Regions from separate parts of the Mus musculus genome. Here regions 2, 3 and 4 are each linked to region 1. Evidence: chromatin contacts called from public HiChIP or PLAC-seq data. All regions are on one chromosome and are shown on one strand. Each heading gives the region's core, a stretch centred on a gene start, on an enhancer-like site or on the middle of the called end of the contact. The rest is flanking DNA. Distances are from core to core; before and after follow the strand shown. Region 1 overlaps Inpp4b (inositol polyphosphate-4-phosphatase, type II). Region 2 overlaps Inpp4b (inositol polyphosphate-4-phosphatase, type II). Region 3 overlaps Inpp4b (inositol polyphosphate-4-phosphatase, type II). Region 4 overlaps Inpp4b (inositol polyphosphate-4-phosphatase, type II).

The links. HiChIP or PLAC-seq counts read pairs in DNA pulled down with a chosen protein or histone mark.
Region 2: a contact with region 1 is called in an H3K27ac HiChIP or PLAC-seq map of regulatory T cells, with 5 times the contacts expected there. The contact joins two enhancer-like sites. A contact is called at or near these places in 3 of 115 datasets of contacts at active chromatin or transcription factors (Th2 cells, astrocytes and regulatory T cells) and 2 of 9 other capture datasets (adipose tissue and pancreatic islet).
Region 3: a CTCF HiChIP or PLAC-seq map of CD8 T cells shows a contact between it and region 1, with 5 read pairs. The contact joins two enhancer-like sites. A contact is called at or near these places in 1 of 15 datasets of contacts at CTCF or cohesin (CD8 T cells), 1 of 484 Hi-C or Micro-C datasets (embryonic fibroblasts) and 1 of 115 datasets of contacts at active chromatin or transcription factors (CD8 T cells).
Region 4: a BATF HiChIP or PLAC-seq map of CD8 T cells shows a contact between it and region 1, with 16 read pairs. The contact joins two enhancer-like sites. A contact is called at or near these places in 1 of 15 datasets of contacts at CTCF or cohesin (CD8 T cells), 2 of 484 Hi-C or Micro-C datasets (CD4 T cells and CD8 T cells), 1 of 115 datasets of contacts at active chromatin or transcription factors (CD8 T cells) and 1 of 9 other capture datasets (liver).

Annotation. Positions count from the first base shown.
Region 1 is chr8:81,732,014-81,737,261 of GRCm38.p6, forward strand. The region is part of intron 3 of Inpp4b (inositol polyphosphate-4-phosphatase, type II); the gene reads left to right. Among named protein-coding and RNA genes, the nearest start is that of Gm51582, 390 kb to the left of the region's middle. Within about 2 kb of position 3,803, at least 18 of the 459 cell types and tissues checked have an H3K27ac peak or open chromatin away from gene starts, as enhancers often do. A contact at or near this core is called in CD8 T cells and regulatory T cells, where this site is marked.
Region 2 is chr8:81,557,338-81,562,687 of GRCm38.p6, forward strand. The region is part of intron 2 of Inpp4b (inositol polyphosphate-4-phosphatase, type II); the gene reads left to right. Among named protein-coding and RNA genes, the nearest start is that of Gm51582, 220 kb to the left of the region's middle. Within about 2 kb of position 1,529, at least 18 of the 459 cell types and tissues checked have an H3K27ac peak or open chromatin away from gene starts, as enhancers often do. A contact at or near this core is called in regulatory T cells, where this site is marked.
Region 3 is chr8:81,513,853-81,519,005 of GRCm38.p6, forward strand. All of the region lies in intron 2 of Inpp4b (inositol polyphosphate-4-phosphatase, type II), which reads left to right. Among named protein-coding and RNA genes, the nearest start is that of Gm51582, 170 kb to the left of the region's middle. Within about 2 kb of position 1,524, at least 12 of the 459 cell types and tissues checked have an H3K27ac peak or open chromatin away from gene starts, as enhancers often do. A contact at or near this core is called in CD8 T cells, where this site is marked.
Region 4 is chr8:81,496,008-81,501,785 of GRCm38.p6, forward strand. All of the region lies in intron 2 of Inpp4b (inositol polyphosphate-4-phosphatase, type II), which reads left to right. Among named protein-coding and RNA genes, the nearest start is that of Gm51582, 160 kb to the left of the region's middle. Within about 2 kb of position 1,929, at least 25 of the 459 cell types and tissues checked have an H3K27ac peak or open chromatin away from gene starts, as enhancers often do. A contact at or near this core is called in CD8 T cells, where this site is marked.

The DNA.
Region 1 (5,248 bases), core at 2,553-5,052:
GTTCACCAATATTTTGATTTGAAGTTTAATAGTGTTACCTTTTGGTGTCATATCTCATTTACTTTGCCAGATGGCTAGTGAATTTCAAAATTGTCCGATGTGTTTCTCAGCCAGTTCTGCTTGATATATTTAATTACTAGTAAATACAATTGGAAGGATTTTGTTTCTGATGGAGGTTTTTGCCTTTTGCTATTGATTTGCTGGCATTTAAAATATTTCCTGGAAAGTAATCTTCATCTATTATAATTGTTATCTATATTTGTCTTCTTTATTCCACTTTTGCAAATGTAATTTGACCTTTTCTAATTATAAAGTACAAGCTTAGATTATGGATTTGTGATGCCTTTTCCTAATACATGCATTTAAATCTATTGCATTTCCTCAAGAACATTTTGACATGTATTATATATATTTCCTTGATTTCAAATATATAACACATATCATTATAACTTCATTTTAGATCCATGGGTTATGTGGAAATATACAATTTAACTCCAGTTATTTGGAGGGCTTTCTAAATATCTTTTACTGAGTATTTCCCTGTATAATTTTACTGTGGCAAAAAATATATCTTCGATGACGTTGTATCTTTTAACTTGCTAGGTTTTATTTTATGATCCACACACATTACCTTAGTGAATTCTTCATGTTACTTTGCAAAAGAAAATGTGAGTTGTGCTGTCAGGTGGCTAGGGTTCTCGGTGTAAGATAGGTGATTTTGTTGGTAGGATTGTTTGTCTACCTCTATAGTGAAGAGGAACATTGATTTCTTCAGATATAACTCTGCGTGTATCTATTTCTTTTCCTGTTAGATTTATATCAGATTATTCACATATGACTTATTTAGGCTTATTTTGCCTTTTGGTGATTAACATTTTAAAACTAACAATGACCCTGTTAAAATTAGTAGATATATAATAAATTGTGTTCAGTATTTGAGACGTGACCCCAGCCTTCTTCTGATGAGTGTTTGGAGTATACATGTTTTCTCATCCTTTTGCTTCTTACCTATCTATAATATCATATTAAAATGTAACAAAAATAATTAAACATAGCTGTGAAATAGAGTTTGCATGTTCTATTCTGCATATCTTAGTTCTAAAAACTGGTGTGTATGTGAAATAAATTCAAAGTAATATAATTAATTGATGTTTGGATTAAAACCATTATGGTCACTAGATTCAATATATTCTAGTTTTTTTCTGTTTTTTAAAATTACAGAGGCATTTAAAATTTTTATTCTACTATATCTCCATTATTAGCTTATTGCACACATTTAAATGTCATTAATGGTTATCTCATAATTGTCATAGTCAGTGCAATTCTTCAGTGTCTACCTTCTTTTTTTTTAATTTTTTTATTACGTATTTTCCTCAATTACATTTCCAATGCTATTCCAAAAGCCCCCCCACCCTCCCCCCCCACTCCCCTACCCACCCATTCCCATTTTTTGGCCCTGGTGTTCCCCTGTACTGGGGCATATAAAGTTTGCCTGACCAATGGACCTCTCTTTCCAGTGATGGCCGACTAGGCCATCTTTTGATACATATGCAGCTAGAGTCAAGAAGCTCTGGGGTACTGGTTAGTTCATAATGTTGTTCCACCGATAGGGTTGCAGACCTCTTTAGCTCCTTGGATACTTTCTCTAGCTCCTCCATTGGAGACCCTGTGATCCATCCAATAGTTGACTGTGAGAATCCACTTCTGTGTTTGCTAGGCCCCGGCCTAGTCTCACAAGGGACAGCTATATCACGGTCCTTGCAACAAAGGCTTGCTAGTGTATGCAATGGTGTCATCGTTTGGAGGCTAATTATGGGATAGATCCCTGGATATGGCAGTCTCTAGATGGTCCTTCCTTTTGTCTCAGCTCCAAACTTTGTCTCTGTAACTCCTTCCATGGGTGATTTTTTCTAATTCTAAGAAGGAGAAAATTTACAAAATTCCTAGGCAAATGGTTGGACCTGGAGGGCATCATCCTGAGTGAGGTAACCCAGTGTCTACCTTCTAATGTGTTAGTAGAATAATCATATTCTATACCCTTAATATATAAGCAGTTCAATATATACATCAGTGCTTCTTGTGCTTTTTAGTGTTGGTTTCACACACACACACACACACACACACACACACACAATTCATATTTATATTTTAGATGATTTAAGCAAAAATACTTTTATATTATTTTTGCTTTAAACTAGTGGTTGCTGTCTGTGGCTTACAAGTCAAATCCAGATTATAGTGAGTTTTGTCTGTAAAGTTTATCAGTATAGCATGCCTGTATTTTATATATTATCAGTGGCTGATTTTACATTGAAACAACTAAGTTGAGCATTTTTGTAACGACAACAACAAAAATAAGGCCCACAAACCATTTGCTTTTTCTTTAATTTTTGTTCTGTTCTCGGTGCCGCAGGACCAGCCCAGGACCTTGTACACTTACCGTAGGAATAGACAATGTTCATATCTGCCTTAGGCAATTATCTTTTGTCCTTATTAGAAGCAAGAGGAAATGAAGTTAACTTCTATTTTCTTTGTGCCATCCTGGAGCTGCTCATTTATTTCATAGACCTGCATGTGTCTGTTATGCTTGAAGAACTTCTCTTAAGGTTTTTTGAAATGCTGATAATGAGGTTGTCATTCATTATTTCTGGATAAGAGCTGTTAGCACACAACAGCACTTAGCAGTTGCTTCCTCCTTGTGTAGAATGCTGGGTTGATGGGTTTTCTAATTTCAGAACACAGAAGACACCATTTGTTTTTTTCTGTAATGCATAGCTTCTAGCGTGAAGCCATTGTGTTTCTCAACTTGTTTTCTTTTGCTTGGATTTTCCCTGTGATTGGTGTTCAATGCTATGAATAAGACTTATACTGTGTGTGTGTGTGTGTGTGACAGAGAGACAGAGACAGAGAGACAGAGAGATACAGAGAAAGATAGAGAGACATAGAGAGAGAGAAGAGAGAGAGAGAGAGAGAGAGAGAGAGAGAGAGATATGCCTACTGGTGTATAGGGGTCTATTATCTTTTATAATGTTTGCTGAGCTTGGATATGTGTGTCAATGCCTTTAATCATTTTTGGAGCAATCTCAGTCAGTACTGCCTCAAATATTTGCTCCATTCTCTCCCCTGAGAGATAGAATGTGCTTGGTGTTGTCACCCACATGTCACCAGTCTCTTTGCTTTCCATGACTCTGTTTGGGTGGATTCTACTGACCTATGTTCTGGTTTCCTAGTTTGTAGGTTATGACACAGTTATACATCAGTCTGCCAGAAACAGTCTTCATTGTGCTACTCAGTGTATTTTACATTCTTAATATTAACTTTATTTGTTTTGCTGTTTCTGTCTTTGCTAACATTTCTCATGTAGTTGTGTAGAATTTTCTGCTATAGCCTCAGAATTATCTCTTTTGATTTGGTTTTTGATCGTTTCAGCATTTGTGTACTGTCTAGATCTGACTTTTTAGATGACATTCCTACATTTTTTTCTTAAAATAATTTTCTTGTTTTAGCTCCCCCTCCCTGCTTCTTCTGCTCTTCCCCTTGTTCTTCCCATCCTCTTCCTCCTCCTTTCTTCCTCGTTTTTCTCCTGCTCCTTTCCCTGCTCCTCCTACTTTTCCTTGTTCATTTACCTCTTCTTCCTTATCTGTGTGCTATGTAGAACAGTTGAGTCTCAGCAAAAGAGTGTTCATGACTAGAGGTAGACATCCCAGTTTTACTTCTAAGCCTTTACTGTTTGTACAGAGGAGGTGGAATCAGTCTAGTAAGTAGCTTAGCAGGGCTTTGGTATAGTTTCTATGACAACCCTCAGTGCATAACTGAACTAACTGCATGTTCCTTTGGTGTTGCTATTACTTAGTAGAGGGAGGGCTGAATGAATGGAAACTTTGCTCTCTGCTCTCAACTTTAGGCTTTTGCTGGGAGAGAAGTTCACTGTTCAATGCTGTCGTGTCTCTACTAGTGGTGTGCAAGTATCATTAGCACTCGGTAGTCTGTTGAGGTGGGGGTAGGAGTCAGGTAGGAATGTCCTCTACTATCTTCTTAGAGCCCACACCTTAGAGCCCACACCACATAGTAAGCTCTTTGATCTTGGAGCACTGTAATAAAGCATGTGAAAGTCCTTACTGACCCTGTCTCCTGAGATTTCCCTCTCTTTATCTGTTTCCACTACATAATTGCAATGGGTCTAGGTGTGTAGCATCATGGACGGACCTGTTATTTCTGCACTGTTTGGATGTGATGAGGGTAGTGCTATGTTCTTTTTCTGAGATGACTGCTCTTCCTCCCATGGGTATGTGTCACAAAGAGGTGCAGTCTCTAGACACCCACTCAGCTCTGTGGTGTTTTTTTTTATAAGTACCTGAGTGATGCCTAAGACAGAGAATCTATTAATGAGTCTAGACAACCCTTGACTTGTGGGTCTTGTATATCTGATGCTACCTCTGAACTGACTATTAGTAATTCATCAAACATTCTGACTGAGTTTTTACTACCAGTGTGTGGCCTGGCATTCTTCTCCTCATTCTTGGTCCAATGTGTTTTCTAGATTCAGATTGATTGATGACCTTTCAACATTTTTGGAAAGTTTTGATTGTATACATTGCTGACTTTTTCTTGACATAGGGTAAGGCTCTTTCTCTTAAGTCTTTGCAAATGGAAGCTTGAAAGTTCTGTGTCTATTTTCTAGATGTGTATTCTGGTTTTTTTCATTGCTACAGTATTGTTTGTTCACAGACAATACTGTTATAATAATAATAATAATAATAATAATAATAATAATAATAACAACAACTGTTACTGTTGATAGATATCTTTGATTTGCATTACTCTTATAACAGATGCTGACCAAAATCAACTTGAGGAGGGGTTTACTTCAGTGTATATGTGCCGATCATAGGATCCATATCAAGGTAGGGACTCAAGGAAGAAATATAGAGGAAGAACTAAAGCAGAGATCATGAAAGAATGCTGCTTATTGTCTTTGTCTTTAATATTTGGCCAGCTTGCTTTCTTGGTCACCCCAGGGCCACCTGTTCAGTGGTGCCACTGTCTATGTTGTCCTTGTCTCTCCTACATCAATCGTTAACAAAAAAATAGTCTCACAGACTTGCAGAAATCCCAGTTTTATGGAGGCATTTTCTCAATTATGATTCCTTCTTCCTAGATATGTTGAGGTTTTTGTCAAGTTGAAAAAAAACACTAATTAGAAATATGGATTTATTGATCTTTACTTATGTGGTCTGAGCTTTTCAAG
Region 2 (5,350 bases), core at 279-2,778, 180 kb before region 1:
CCCCCTTCCTTTTCTTTCTCCTCCCTTGGGTCCCTTCCTCATGCCTCTTCTGAAGGAAAGACAATTCATTCACTAGAATGAGCTCAAATCTTCCACTTCATTCTGTTTTATGCCCCATTTCTTTTATGCATTCAGTTAGTTTTTGCTATATCCAGTATGTTCAGGATGATATAAATCTTAAAATGTCAGAATGTAGGTGGACATCTCCATCTAGAGCTCTGGATTGAGAGAAAGAGAGAGTAAGAGATGGGATGTTTTTACAGTGGAAGTTTCATTTTTTGATGAATGGGAAGGACATTAACACTTTATGTCTTTATTGCGTTGTTAAAAGAAAAATGTGACAAAAATGAAGTGTTGGCAAAATAGTTTTATTTACTTCATTAACATTTATAGCCCTGGACAATATGCAGCTTATTGGAAGTCCATACAAAATATTAATACTGCAGTTACAGCCACAGCTACAAATGGAGATCTACACTGTGCTGAATTGCTTAATTAAGGTAATGCTGGTGTTAAGGTAATAGACTCTGGGGTGGGTATACTGAACGTCAGTTCTTAGTTTTCAATCAATTAACATATGACCTTTGTTAATTACATAATGTTGTTAGACCTGTAATTCTGGCCACTTGGAAGGCAGAAGCAGGAAGATCACAAGTTTAAGTCCTGACCTATAAAGAGAGTTCAAAGCTTGTCTGGGACACTTAGCCAGATTTTGTGTCCCAATTTAAAAATTGGAAAAATAGAGGTGGATACAGCCCAATGAGTTGTTTTCCAGCATACACTAGTTCCAGGATTTCACCTGGAGAACACATAAAGGAATAAAAAGAAGGATATATAGATATAGACATAGATAGATAGATAGATAGATAGATAGATAGATAGATAGATAGATAGATAGATAGAGATGATATAGATATATGAATCTCTCACTCTCTCAGATATATATATGAAAAGGTGGGATGTTGATGCTTTCCTACCTATGACAGAAGGGAAATAATAGTACTGATTTATAGAAGTTTTTCATTTTTAAATACAAGTGGGTTATGCTATGCAATAGTGCTTAGAATGGAGTTGTGGATATGGAAAACATAGTATGTTAGTTATATATTTTATGAGTATCATTATCATATACAATCCATACAGTTGCATAACCTAGTAGAGATGATCTTCCTATTTATCCGTGTGAAATAAGTTGAGAGATGCTTGACAGATCTTAGGAATGAGGAGTAAGTTGCACTTTAAATTCCACTGAGTAGCACTGGAGTGACGCATGGTTCTTTGACCACATCAATGCTATGACCCATACATATGTCAATATTGTAGAAGTACAAACAATTGAAATGGAAACTTCTGGTTTCTTTGGAAAGTCAGTTACGTTAAATGATGTTTTGCTGGGGCACATAAGTGAAAGGATGTTTTGCTAAAGCAAACGTGTGAAAGAATATTTTAATGAAGCAGGCACAGGTGAAAGGATGTTTTGCTATAGCAGAAATGAGAAAGTACACGTGATGTTTAGAAAGAATGTAAATGTGGCCCCTCAGACAGTGGGAGCTGGAGTGTTGGCTTGCCTTGCTCTGCATCACTAGACTTCACTAATGATGCACATAAATTGGTTTGCCTTACATGGCATTGATGAGCTTAGCTTGTGGTGACTGTGGAGAGAAACTCACAGTAGAACTTCTCCTCGTGAAGGTACTGCTCCTTTTTGTCAATTCTGTGGACTTGGGCCAGTTGACAAGTCTCACAGTTTCTTCTGGATTGAATGACTCCTGCTGATTTGTGTTTGGTGTTTGTTAGTGGACTGGACTGAGAACAACGAAGATTGCAATCACCCCAAAGGACTATTTCTAAACATGTCCACTTCCCATGTATTCTAATAATCTTTTTTTCCCACTACTTCTGGTAAATGGTGGGCTAGAATGGAGGTTGAACCCTTATTGAAGTAGGCTGTGAAAATATATGCCTACAGACAATGTCATCCAAAGTGTTCTCTTGTCTCTTGCAAGGTAAAACTAGTTGTAGCTGATACATGTCCAGTGCTGAATCTACTGTGCAAGGACTGTACAGTTGGTGGATAGTTGTAATCATTGTTGGCTTTACCACAAGCTATAATGGGACTGAATGAAATTGATACAGTTTTCTAATTTCTTAGTTGATCCACATTGTTTATTTGTCTGCTGTTAAATTGGTGAGTAGGCTTAATATAGGGGGAAAGAAATTCATACTTCACCCTCATTACCTTATTTCACATTTATATTCGATGTTAGAGAAAAATTGTGGGACTGTGAGAGGCAGCCTGGTTTCTGGTTGAGCTAGGTTTAAAACCCCAGTGCCCCAGAAGGTGACCGTAGCCTGCAAGGGACAGTAGGTGTTTTGTCACACTCCTAGACACAGGTTCCAGACAGGAGGCCACAGCTCTCCACTTCATGGGTCTGTGGACATCAGTCATGTAAGGGAATGCCTCAAGCCCTCCACAGGTAGAGGATGTGACCACAGATCATGTAGCCTCAAGACAGACCCCATTTTAATGAGGCACCTAAAGGTCTGAAGGGCTTAGTCAATTAAGCTCCCCTTCCCCGACACTCCTCCCTGCAAAAAATATTTTACCTCAGGCTTGCCCTGAGAAAAATGGGGTACAGTTCCACTTATCAGAATTATCTACCATGACAATAAGTGCTTTAAAACCATGGACTGTCTCTTATTTGGATCCACTGTGGGAAACAATGGAGCAGGTTTTTCTCTAAAGAGCAATGTCTAATCTCCCTCAGGAGGCCTCTCTGCATTCCCAGCGATGGTCACCATCACTGCTGAGCCAAGCCAAGGACTCTCTCCTCCCCACAGGACCCAGCCAGAGCCCTCCTCCTGCCCTTTTCCCTTCACCTTGGCTATATCCAACCTGCGGGCCACCACTCTGTTCTCAGCACTTCTGCTGCATCCAGCGACATCTGTGGTGCCCAAGAGTCTGAGGACCTGCCATGCTCAGCCTTCATGCTGGCCAGGACTCCGAGTCAACTTTGCCAAGTCCACGGGGACATTAGACTGTGCCTCCCCACCCCTGGAGCGGGATCCTACAGCATCTCACAGCCTGACCCTCGTCCTGCATCTGCATGTGGGGGTGGGGTGCAGTCACAACTTCCGTGTTCTGCCTTGTCCAGCAGCTCAAGACCTGGGCAGGACACTGGCTGCCTTTTAACCCACAAGAAATTGTGTAGGATGCTGAAAGCCACCAAACAAAACAGAAGCCATGATTATGGGCATGGATTAAAATGTTCTGCCTGTGTTCTTTTTTTCTTTTCTTTTTTCTAATGTTTCATTTTTTAAATTAGGTATTTTCCTTGTTTACATTTCCAATGCTATCCCAAAAGTCCCCCATACCTACCCCCACAATCCCCAACCCATCCACTCCCCCTTTTTGGCCCTGGCGTTCCCCTGTACTAGGGCATCTAAAGTTTTCAAGTCCAATGGGCCTCTCTTTCCAGTGATGGCCGAATAGGCCATCTTTTGATACATATGCAGCTAAAGACACGAGCTCCAGGGGGTACTGGTTAGTTCATATTGTTCCACCTATAGGGTTGCAGTTCTCTTTAGCTCCTTGGGTACTTTCTCTAGCTCCTCCATTGGGGGCCGTGTGACCCATCCAATAGCTGATTGTAATCATCCACTTCTGTGTTTGCTAGGCCCCGGCATAGTCTCACAAGAGACAGCTATATCTGGGTCCTTTCAGCAAAATCTTGCTAGTGTATGCAATGGTGTCAGCGTTTGGAAGCTGATTATGGGATGGATCCCTGGATATGGCAATTACTAGATGGTCCATCATTTCATCACAGCTCCAAATTTTGTCTCTGTAACTCCTTCCATGGGTGTTTTGTTCCCATTTCTAAGAAGGGGCAAAGTGTCCACACTTTGGTCTTCGTTCTGCCTGTGTTCTTAACTTTGTGCTGAAATTAACAGAGAAATTATAGTACGAAAAATTCAAATAGACTATGCAAGAGCATAGTAGCACTAAGGGCTTTTGAAATTTTTAGTTTGGGGTGTGTAGTTTTATGAATTTTAACACAGTGTAGACAGCCCCCAACACAATTAGACTGAGAAACCTCATCATCTCAGTGGGCTCCCAGAGAAGGAATGTCTTAAGTGAATCTTTAACAAATAAGATTAGAAGGTTAAACCCAGAGATACAAATAAATGTGAGAAATGACAGAAAGTAAATTTGAGTGAAATGGGAAGAACTCTCCATTGGCTAAAAATTCACCGTAATTTAGTGAAACTGACTCAGCCTTGAAAAATGTTTTTTTTTTAAATCTTCCTCCTTCTATCTCAGTATCTATAACTGTGAATCACTGTTACATCCTGTGAGACTGAACATTTAAGAAATAATATTTTATTCTAAATACTAAAGACATTTGTTTTCTTCTTCCATTTCCTGGTGGTTTACTCCTGAAACACAGCCTCTGTGTGCATACAAGTGGAGGTAGAAGACAGCCTTGGGTGGATTTCATTCTTCAGACAGGATCTATCAATGTGCTTTGTTTTGGTTTTCTGTCTGAACTTATGAGCATCAATTTTGCCCTAATAGGCTAGACTGAGTAGCCAGCCATGCCTAGGTATCCTCCTGTTTCAACCCAGCAAATAGCTTAAAATATGCGCCAAGATGACCATTTTCTTGTTCTTGTTAATGTAGGCTGGGTCAAGTGTAGATTGAACTCAGTCCCTCCTGTTTGGAAGGCAAGCACTTTACTCACTGAGCTATCTCCATAAACCTGGAGTTTACTTCTTAATGAATTTGAAAGTGCACAAAGCAGTACTGTTAGCCATAGTTGCCCTGTTGTATAGAAAAATCTATAGAATTTATGTTTTTATCTAACTGAACATTTTCTTTCATCAGATGCAATTTACTATTACCCCATTGCTCCTGTCCCCTAGCCTATTATACTTTTGCCCTCTGTATTTAAGCTATTTTATAACTTCATCTAAATGGTATTGCTAATAGTGGTCTTCCTGTTATTACATTATTTTATTTACGGTGTCCCCAAGGTATATTCATGTTCTTAATTATGACAGGTCTATATTCTTTTAAAGCTTGAATAATATTCAGCTGTGTTGTGTACCACGTTTGCTTTGTCATTTGTCTGTCATAGAAATTGAGGCTACTGTCATATCAAGGTTGCTGTCAACAATGCTGAAATGAATGTGTAAGTTCACAGAACTCTTGTTAATCCTGGTTCAAAGTTTTTTGGGTAGACATGGAATCATGTGGTTTGTCTGTTTTGTGTGATATGCAGACCACTGCACCCACACATCAGTACCTTCTTCCACTGTGGGTATGCTGTGTTCTTTCACACCAGGATAT
Region 3 (5,153 bases), core at 274-2,773, 220 kb before region 1:
AACTATTAATCTTTCTACCAAGTAGAAGGCAGAAATTATGAAATCCTAGATATTTCTATTTCAATTCTTTATTTTTTATTTTTGAGAATTCTCTATATAAGTGCTGTATCTATATCATTCTCTTCCTCCTTCCCTCCATTCTCAACCATATCGCTTCCACTCCTCAAATTCATAGTTTCTTATTCTTTTATTCTTTAATTATAACACACACCCCCCCACACATGTATGCACACACATGTTAACTAGTACAACCTGCTGAAATCATTTACTTTTGCTCATAGGTATTTAGGCTGACTTCTTGGGGCTTACTGATTCTGCCATTGTCAACAACCGTCAATTGTCCAAAGTTCTTCTTCTGTCCAAAGTCCTGTGAGAATGTATGTTTTGGTCCTAACAATACATTAAAAGTAATTGTTGAAGAAATAAGACTCCAATCTATCTGGTCACATGCTGGCTTCTGAATAGTAATTCCAGAAAAAAATGATGTCACATGATCCAAAAGTTTTTCTCCCTCCAGTTATGAAGAGGCAGTGCTTCTGTTTCAAGAACACTGGGTAATTTGTCATAGATATTGAGTGAGAAGTGAGGGTAAGTCTCAGGTCCTCTGCTTCATCCACTATTTCAGAGTGACCTTGAGATGGAGAAGAGTATAGAACATATATGATTATGGACTGTCTGACCCAGGCAGTTTCACTCTTCCTCTGTGTTTTATATGAAGCAACTGGTAAGAGGTCATGTGAGCAAAGTGGCATGTCTAATTCAGTGAGTAATTTCAAGACTTTGTAGTAGAGACATAGCCACCTCAGTCTCTGGCTTTCTGATCTAGCCCAGGGAAACACAGAGAAGAGTGAACCCAGCAGATTCTTCAGTCAAATGAAGGCATACTGAGCTTGTCTTCATCAGGAATGACCAAGCAACTAAGATTTTAATCTCCTGTTGCTCCCAAATCAGGATGCATCATAGACTCTAGTACATGTGATTTTCTCCGTTAGTTCATCTCCCTCTACTTGATTTTAAACACAGACATCACAGCTTGACTTTATTAGAAGTGCTAATCTGAGCATCCTCTTTAGAGAAATCTATATCCTAGCCATGAACCTGTGCTATGTTTGGAAATGGGAATGGAATCGTTGCTGAATTCACTTTCCCTTCCTCTTTTGCAAAGGTATCACAGACACATTGAAGTCCCCGTGACAGAAAGGTTACTTTTCCCTCTGAGCTATTTCACCAGGCTTTGATAGAAATGTGGTGACATTGCAACTGCTGATAACATCAGGATAAGAAGAGGGTGGTGATGGTCCCATTGTCCTTGATGTCTGGTGATGAATCTGGGCACATGATTCCTCTTAAGTGCTTATCCCTGTTCGGTTCTGCAGGTCAGCTGAGCCTCATATACAGGACAGAATGCATCATTATCTATCAGGACTTGAATAGGCAGACTGACAAAAGACAAGTCACTTTCTATAAACCCCTTTCTCGGTATTGTCTAAAAATATCTTTGAGGGAAATGTGGCTGGTGTGTTGCTGGGGTGTCTGAGCTCATTTCTTAGTCCTGGCTGTGCTATGTGAAGAGCTCACTGTCATCACTGCCCAGAATGGAAAGGGGATGCTGGGATGTGTTTTAAGAGTTTAAATTAGCTTCTCTAATGAAGATGAAGCAGCCAGGGGAGGCCCTCTAGGTTGAGAGGAGGTGACCACTTACCTTTCCTTCTCTGGCCCTTCTGCCATTTCTCCAGCTGCTCTCTGCAGGAGAGCTCTGATTTCTTACAAGATTGTTTCCATGTTAAATCGACACTAAATCAAGAGCACAGTGAGCCCCCAACATACATAGTCTTTTTAAGTGAAGAAAATTTTGCAGGCAGTCAGGTATCCTGTGGGGACTGATGGAGAAGCAGGGAGACAACTAATAAAACCTACCCAAGAGGCTGGCACAAGAAGAAGTAAAAGAGTATCAAGATTAGTTAAAAACCCTTCACCCATCCCCACAGATCTTTTCTGTACAATATCAGCTAGAATTACTTACCTTACATGATTTTTCCTAATCTAAAAGAATCAAAAGACCATCTGAAATCTTTCTCCCCATGCTACAGCCATGTCAGGGCACTCCAGGTCATCCTGATTCTACCTGTGGGATACCTTGTGACTCAAAGGTCTAATCCAGTGTGTCCGTGCCTTGCAACACAGTCATCTCATATATTCATGGATCAATAAAAAATGTTCCATTGTGCCCTAAAGGGACTTAAGGACCAGACCCCGATTTCTCATCATGGTTCTGTTAGATGCTGAGTAGATCTTTTTTCCCTGCACAATGTTTCTAAGAATGCCATTGCTTGTTAAATAAAAATACAAAGGGCCATGAATGGAGATATAGAAGGTAATGTATCCTAGAAAAGATTTAGTAAATGTGTAAATGCCAATTAATTTGGTGCTGTAGAGAGTAGTATCTCTTCCTATCTCTATCTATCTATCTATCTATCTATCTATCTATCTATCTATCTATCTATCTATCTATCATCTATCCATCATCTATCTACCATCTATCTCTTATCTATCTGTCCATCTTACAAGGTAGAGACAATTCATTTGACTTAAAATTACATGAGTTTGGGGTGTAATTTAGTATCAGGAATGGAGAAGATGAATACTAATATTTAAATACTTTCTTAGTTTGTCTGAACATACATTTACGTAGAATAGGATTAATTCACTCAGAAATGTTTGTGTAAAGTAATAGTGAGACTTTGTGGCAACCTAGAATCCTAATGTATTGTGATATATCCTCTATGATTACCTTTGAAGAAGTAAGTAACACATCTTGAGAATTAATGCAATTAAGTCATACCATAAACCTTTCAAATATGCTATGGCTTCTTGTTCTAAAACAATCCTGGAATAGAGTTTGAGTAATTCTTTAAAGAATCATATTTTATGTTTGAAACTAATAAAATACGTTACAGTGGGCAATTTAGCACTTTCTATTAAAAGAAAACAATATAATTTTTTGCTGAAGATATTGTTCAGAAAATTGAGGTCATTGCACACATATGCTTTGCTATTATGTGGGAAAATTGCTTGGTCCTGGGTGCCAATCTGTGTTTCAAAGATCCCACAGCAAAGAAACATGTAAAGCTAGCATATAGATCTGTATCTCTTGTTAGAGGTTCCAGTAGATACAACAGAGGCACACAAGTGACTGAGATACATTCAGGAAGCATCCAAGCAATGAGGGACTCTGGAATTGGCTGTTTTCTTTAAAATATTACAGGAAGAAATTACAGCAAGACAAAATGACATTAACAGTGTCATAGAGGAAGATAAAACTGCTCTGCATGATCTCCTGTTGAAAGCTTACTTTCATTTCTATATTTGAGAAGAAAACAAATTATGTTGCTTGCAGCCAGTGTGAGTCAGGTGAAATAAGGACATGGCCTTTAGCAGTAGCTAAGCAGAATGACTTAGAATTGATTAAACTACTCATTCTGGTGATGAAGTTAATCTGATGTTATAGGGACACAATAAAAAATTACTATTACTTAAGGAGAGAGAGAGAGAGAGAGAGAGAGAGAGAGAGAGAGAGAGAGAGAGAGAGAGAGAGAGAGAGACTGAATTTGAAATAGAGAGGTACAAACAGGCAAAGTGTAGATGCTGCTTGCTGTTTATCCACAGGCCAGGGGTCATAGGGAAGTGAGTATGGAGTTTAAGGGTGGTAGGATAGTTGTGTTCCCTTCTGGGCAAATAAACCTAGAGGAACTTAGTGAAGTCTACCATGGTAGACCACAGGTTCTACAGATGAGGGGAGAGGCCAGAGAGTGATTCTGGAGGGCAGGTAGAATTGATATGAAGATGATAACAATGACATCCTGGTAGTGAGATGTTGGGTGTGTGTACAGCCTTCAAGAGTCCCATAATGGTACATGAGCTTGGATTATCTCAGCAAATTTTATCCACATATTTCATACTTACCAGACAATATCATCTATTCTTGGCAGTTTTAATGTGACAGCCAATAGACACAGGTGTCTGTCTTTTTTCTCTTTCTTTCTTTCTTTCTTTCTTTCTTTCTTTCTTTCTTTCTTTCTTTCTTTCTTTCTTTCTTTCTTTCTTTGCAGTTAATTTGACGTTTCTGTTTATTTCAGTTATTCACACTTGAACTGTGTATTTTCCTTACTTTCTCTATTTTTCTTTTTTTAATTAGATATTTTCTTCATTTACATTTCAAATGCTATCCCCTTTCCTAGTTTCTTCTCTGAAATTCCCCTATACCCTCCTCTGCCCTGCTCCCCAACCCACCCACTCCTGCTACCTGACCCTGGCATTCCCCTGTACTGGGGCATATAATCTTTGCAAGACCAAGGGCCTCTCCTCCCATTTATGGCTGACTAGGCCATCCTCTGCTACATATGCAACTAGAGACACAAGCTCTGGGGGTTACTGGTTAGTTCATATTGTTTTCCTCCTATGGGGTTGCAGACCCCTTTAGCACCTAGGGTACTCTCTCTAGCTCCTTCATTAGGTGCCCTGTGATCCATCCAATAGATGACTGTGAGCATCCACTTCTGTATTTGCCAGGCACTGGCATAGCCTCACAAGAGAGAGCTATATCAGGATCCTGTCAGCAAAATCTTTCTGGCATATGCAATAGTGCCTAGGTTTGGTGGTTGTTTATGGGATGGATCCCTGGGTGGGGCAGTCTCTGGATAGTTCTTCCTTCTGTTTCAGCTCCGAACTCTGTCTCAGGTGTTTTCTAGACCTCCCTATTATAGGGCCATTCATGGCTGTCAGTTTCCCACTGTACTTTGTCCTGCAGAATGCCCAAATCTCACAAAATCTGAACCAGGACAAATCTTCTCTTTTTTGTTTTTTCAAAAGTTTTCATGAGGAGAGGCAAATGAGTCAGAACAAAAATTAGCAAGCTCACTACCTCTATATCCTCTAATTCTTTGAATCCTGGGAAGTCTAAAGTTGGACATGCTCCCTATCTCAACAACTCTGTAAAAACTTTGTCACATATTTCTTTGTATAAATGCAAATCAGAGCCTTATTTAATTATCTATGGTTATTTTTGCTTTTGCTTGATTTTCTCAATGCTTAATTTTGTGCCTTGATGTTGGAGCTATTTCAAGAAGCTCTCTGAACCCTGGTATAATGAACTG
Region 4 (5,778 bases), core at 679-3,178, 240 kb before region 1:
TTTATTTCAAGAGGTTTGGGATAGAAAAGAATAAACTTGTGCAACATCAGGACCAGACACTCAGGGAAGAGTTGCTCTCATCATTTACTAAGGAAAACCAGTCTTCCACATGTTTACTTCTCTGAAAAGAGTGAGCTAAGACTGGTGGAAGATAATGAAGGAGGACTTGTGTTTTAGGACTTCTCAAAAACAAGACACAGGGCTCTGCACATAGTGCTGGTGAAAGTTAACTTTAACTAGTGTCCATGGCAAACACCTGCAGAGAACTGCAACTCTGTATATTCTATGACAATAAGTTCAGAAATTTTCATATGAAGTTTTCTTTTGTCCCATGAATTTAAAGCGGTGACAGATATCATGGTTATACAGGATTTAAATAAAGTATGTATGGAGAGATAGTTTTACTAAATTATATATTATTCCTCTACCATTGTATACACTGCTTGCTATAGAACACAATGTAATTAAAGCTCTCTAAGCAGATGTTCTCTCTTGATTTACTGCTGGAAACTAGCCATCTCTAAGTAGTTTCAGCACAGTATCTATCAATAGAACTCCAAACTCCAGCTCCAGTTATCCATGATGTAACTTTCAATTTCAAGAGTGTCTGCTACCACCCACCCAATATCTGATCATGTTCCTCTCGTCCCCTCCATGTCCTCTTTCCTACTCAGGTCCCTCCCTTTCCCTTCTGCGATTGCTTTCTTCTTCCTCCCAAGTGGGATTGAGGCATCCTCACTTGCGCTCTTTGTCTTGTTAACATTTTTAAGGTATGAAGCTCTGAGGGCCAGCAGAAAGAATGGAAACAGATAACCTCAGGAGAGTGGAGATGGAGAATGTACCAGAGACCTGGGAGGTAGAAGACTTTCAGGACTCAAAGGGAGGGACATTAAAGTGAATGCCCTACAGTGCAGAGAGGGAACTCATAGAGCCCACCTGCAGCAGAGGTTGCCATCCCACAGTCAAAAACTCTGACCCATATTTTTTCCTGCCTGAAAGAACTGCAGGGACAAAAATGAAGAAGAGCCTGAGGTAAAGGAGATCCAGCAACAGGCCCAAATTGAGATCCAGCTCAAGGAGAGGTTCCAAGGCCTGACACTATTATTGAGGCTATGGAGAACTCACAAAAAGTGGCCTATTGTGACCACCCTCTGAAAGACCAAATAAGAAGTTGAAAGAGTCAGATGCAGATATTTGCACCCAACCAGCAGGCAGAAGCTACTGACCCCTGTGGTTGAATTAGGGAAAAGTTGGAAAAAGCTGAGGAGGAGGGTGATCCTGTAGAAGGACCAGCAGTCTCAGCTAACCTGAACCCTTGAGATCTCTCAGACACTGGGCCACCTACCTGGCAGCATATACCTGCTGATATGAGGCCCCTGACACATACACAGCAGAGGACTTACAGGTTTCCACTCAGTCAGAGAAGATGCACCTAACCCTCAAGAGGCTGGAGGCCCCAGGGAGTGGGAAAGTATAGTGGTGTGGGGAGCTGGGGATTGAGGGCATCCTTGTGAAGATGGAATGGGATAGAGAACAGTCAGAGAGTAGACAGGGAAGGGGATGACAGCTAGACTGTAAAAAAGGATTAAATGATTTATTTTTTAAAAAAGAGTGTCTACTGTGCAACAAGTTTCTATGCTTTGTCTCTTCTTGCTTCTTTATCTTGCTGTTTGACTCATCCTGTATTGCGGGTGACACCTTGAGTCCTCTTTGTGATAGACAGAGCTTCCTGTGTTACCCACTCTTACTGAGATATCTTCATTGGTTTTGGGGGTATTACTCTCTTTTTCTCTCAAGATCAGTCATGGCAACTGACTACTGAGTGCCAGGGTTTGCATATGTGTGTTTTCCACATGGCAGTGCTACAGACACTGATGGTTATGCTCAAATTTTGGCACAATGAGTGCTACCAGAACAAACAGAGACTGCGTGGTCCCTGTCATGTCTAGCCAACTCTTCACTACCAGAGTGTTTCCAGTGTTCTCTAAAGCTGTGTGGTTTGGAACAACAGCTTTTTGATCTCTAAGCAGAAAGTCCCTTTCTGTTTCAGTACTCATTACCTCTAATGGATATAAAGAACAGTGGTACACTTTCTTCCATTCTACTGGGGATGAGATAGGCTGCATAAAACTGAACCATTCCATAAGAAATTATATATATATGCATACACACACACACACACACACACACACACACACACACACACACACACACACACATAAACTATAAACCGTAAGCATCAGACCCCACCCATGCTCAATTATTTAATGGCACTCACTGGACTCATTGTGAAAACAGGGGGGGTACATTTTACTTTTGTCTTCCTGAAGCTCTTACCTTAGTCTTAATAATATGTTTAAGAAAAATCTTTTCACCTTTGCTACATACTGACCTCTTAACAGGAAATCTGGCTGATATAGAATCGATGTCCAACCATTTAATGTAACTGAGTGAAAAATTCATTACCTTTGTTCTATGATATTAACTCATCTTTTTAAAAAGAAGAAACTTTTTATTCACTGTGATGGAATTTTGAACACAGAATTATCACTTATGAGAAAGTGTCTCTGTTAGCAAAGATTAATGCTTCAGATAGGATTATTAAATTTTTTCTTGGGTTTAAAGTGACTGTGTCACTTTATGAGGGTTATTTTTTTTGCAGTCACTTCTGACAATATAGGACATCAGAAATATTTCAAAGTTTGTTAGCTAAATTATAGAAATAGGTTCACACATAGAGTAGGAGACAGTGTGCAGGCCACGTACTGTTCTCCCACACGCTCCACTTTAAGCGTGGTCTGATATCTTTTTTGTGTGTAGATGAGGGGTCAGTCCTAGAAGGAGTTAGGAAACCTGTTCTAAACAACACTTCTGTCTTAGTTAAGGTTTCATTGCTCTGAAGAGACACTATGACCAAAGCAACTCTTATAAGGACATTTAATTGGGACTGGCTTACAGTTTTAGAGGTACAGTCCATTATTATAGCAGAAAGCATGGCAGCTTTCAGGCAGACATGGTGCTAGAGGAGCCGAGAGTTCTACATCTTGATCTGAAGGCAGGCAGAAGGAGATTCTCTTCTGCAGGTAGCTAGGAGGAGGCTCTCTTCCATACTGAATGGAACTGAAGCATAGAACCTCAAAACTCACCTCAAAAACTCAGTGATGTACTTCCCCCAACAGGGTCCCATCTACTCCAAGAAGACCATACCTCCTAATAGTATCACTTCGCATGGGCCAAGCATGTTCAACCTTCCACAGCAGCATAGAAGTACTTAAAGTAGACTGAAATATTATCCCTGAGCAAGTTCTTCAAATTCAACTATTTTAGACATATTTGTCTCTGCTCAGCAAAGCTAGATATCAGTATTTCTGTATGAAAATGGCTCCATGGACTGGTATATAATTCAGTGATAATAATGTGTACTTGGTGTGTGATAGTCAGACATTGAATTTAATTTTCAGCAATAAAACAAAACCAGACAAAACCCAAACAAATGAACTTAAACACTCAATCAATACCACAAAGACTACTTTGATGTCATCTAATTTTAGATGGAGCCAGCATCAAGTTCAGGAGTGATCATGGCATTAAATTAAGGGTAACTATTATCAGATTCTAATATTTATTCTCAAATGTTGTAGCTTGGAAATTGAAAGGAAATCCAAATATATGCTATATCTAGAAACTTCTAATTATACATTTAAATAAGTACTTTTATTTGTACAATGTGAAAAATGCTGCTATAAAAAAAAGAAAAAAAATTACATAATTTCAGTTTTGAAATTCATTTTGTTTATTTCTGTAGAAAATAGGCCTAAAATTACTTCCATGTTGAAGGGAAGTAAAATTTAAAAAAAATTGGAGTTGAAACACTATTATGTCTGTTGAGTTACAAGATATTAAATTTCTACTATAATTGAAAACTGGATTTTATATAAAACAAACATTCAGGAAGTAAGAATACAAAAATTATGCATAAAATAGAAATTTTTGGAGGTTGAAGTCAGGGTATATGGAAATGGAAGCTTTTGACGAACAACTTGAAATTTTTTTCTAAGAAATTAGAACAAATCAAAATATTGAAAATTAAAGAAAATTATGATAATATATTAGTGTATGAAACTACAAAATTCTTCTAATTCTTTTAATCATTTATCTAAATTTTAAAGAATAATTTTGCCCAAACTTAGAATTTTTTATTAAAAATAATTACTTTTTTATACAATATGTTCTGATTACTGTTTCCCTTATCTTATCTCCTCCAAGATTCCCCCACCACCCTATCCATACTGTCTTCTTTATTTTTCTCTTTAGAAAACAAATATGCAGAAATAAAAATAAACAAACAAAACAGAATAAAACAAAACAAATATAATATAAAATAAACAAAAAGAGTAAGATATACGTAAAACACACAGACATGTAAAACACACACACACACACACACACACACACACACACACACACACACACACACACCACAGCAGCACAAAATCTGAAACCATAATATATAAGCAAAAGAGCACCAAGATCAAAACAAAACAAAACAAAATAAAATAATAACAAAACAAAAAACTGCTCCCAAAATACCATGAGTTCTTTTTGTGCTGGCCATCTACTGCTGATTTGTCTACACAGTGAGACTCTATAGGAGAAAACTGATTTTCCCTTTGTGAATGGTTGTCAATTGGAAATAACTTCTGGTTCCAGGTTTGGGGTCACATCTAATTTACCCCTCATTGCTGTGACCCCATTTGTCTGTGCAGGTGTTATGCATGCTACCATGATCTCTGAGAATTCATATGTACACTAGTCCTCCTGTGTCTAGGAGACACTGCTTCCTTGGCATCTTTCATTTCCACTGGCTCTTACAATAATTCTGCCTCTTTCTCATGGTTCCCTGACCCCCAAGGGGAGGGATTTGATAGAGATACCTCATTTAGGATTAAGTGTTCCATGGTCTTTCAATTTGTACATTTTCCAATTGTGTGTCTCTGTATTAGTTCAAATTTCCTGCAGGTAGTTACATAACTTTAAAGATGACATCATTACTAACAATTTGAGAACCAAGCACATATATTTAGAGACTCTCATGTCTAATAGGAATAGATATTTGTGTGTTTAGTTTTATGTCAACTTGACACAGGTTGGAGTCATTTGAGAGATATGAATCTAAACTGAGAAAATGGCTTCACAAGATAGGGCTATAAGCAAACCTGTACAACATTTTCTTAATTTATGGTTGATGGAGAGAGCTCATCCCATTGTGGGTATTGCCACCCTGGCCTGATGGTCCTATGTTGTATATGAAAGCAGGCTAAGCAAGTCATGTGGATCAATCAAGTAAGAAGTACCCCCCCATGGCCTCTGCATCAGCTGCTGCTTCTAAGTTCCTGCCTTGTTGGAGTTCCTATCTTGATTTTTTTTCTTTTTTTGATTATGGAGTATCCTATGGAAGTGTAAGCCAAATAAATTCTTTTCTTCATGACATGATTTGGTCACACTGTCTAATCATAGTGATAAAAACCCTAATTCAGACAATGTTTTTTAAACATAAATGAATAATTTTGTGAATAAACTAAAATTTAATGAAACTAAATCTATAAAAGTTCAAAATAAATGACAGATGGAATGCATGGAGTGACAGCCCAAGGAAATCTTGGGTGTCGGTAGGACAGCTCACAAGTCTCTCAGACTCAGTCTTAGCTTCACCTAAATAAGCTTCGGTGTAAGTGGAAGCCTCTTTCCTATGGCTTGATTTCATTTGGGTAGCTTTGT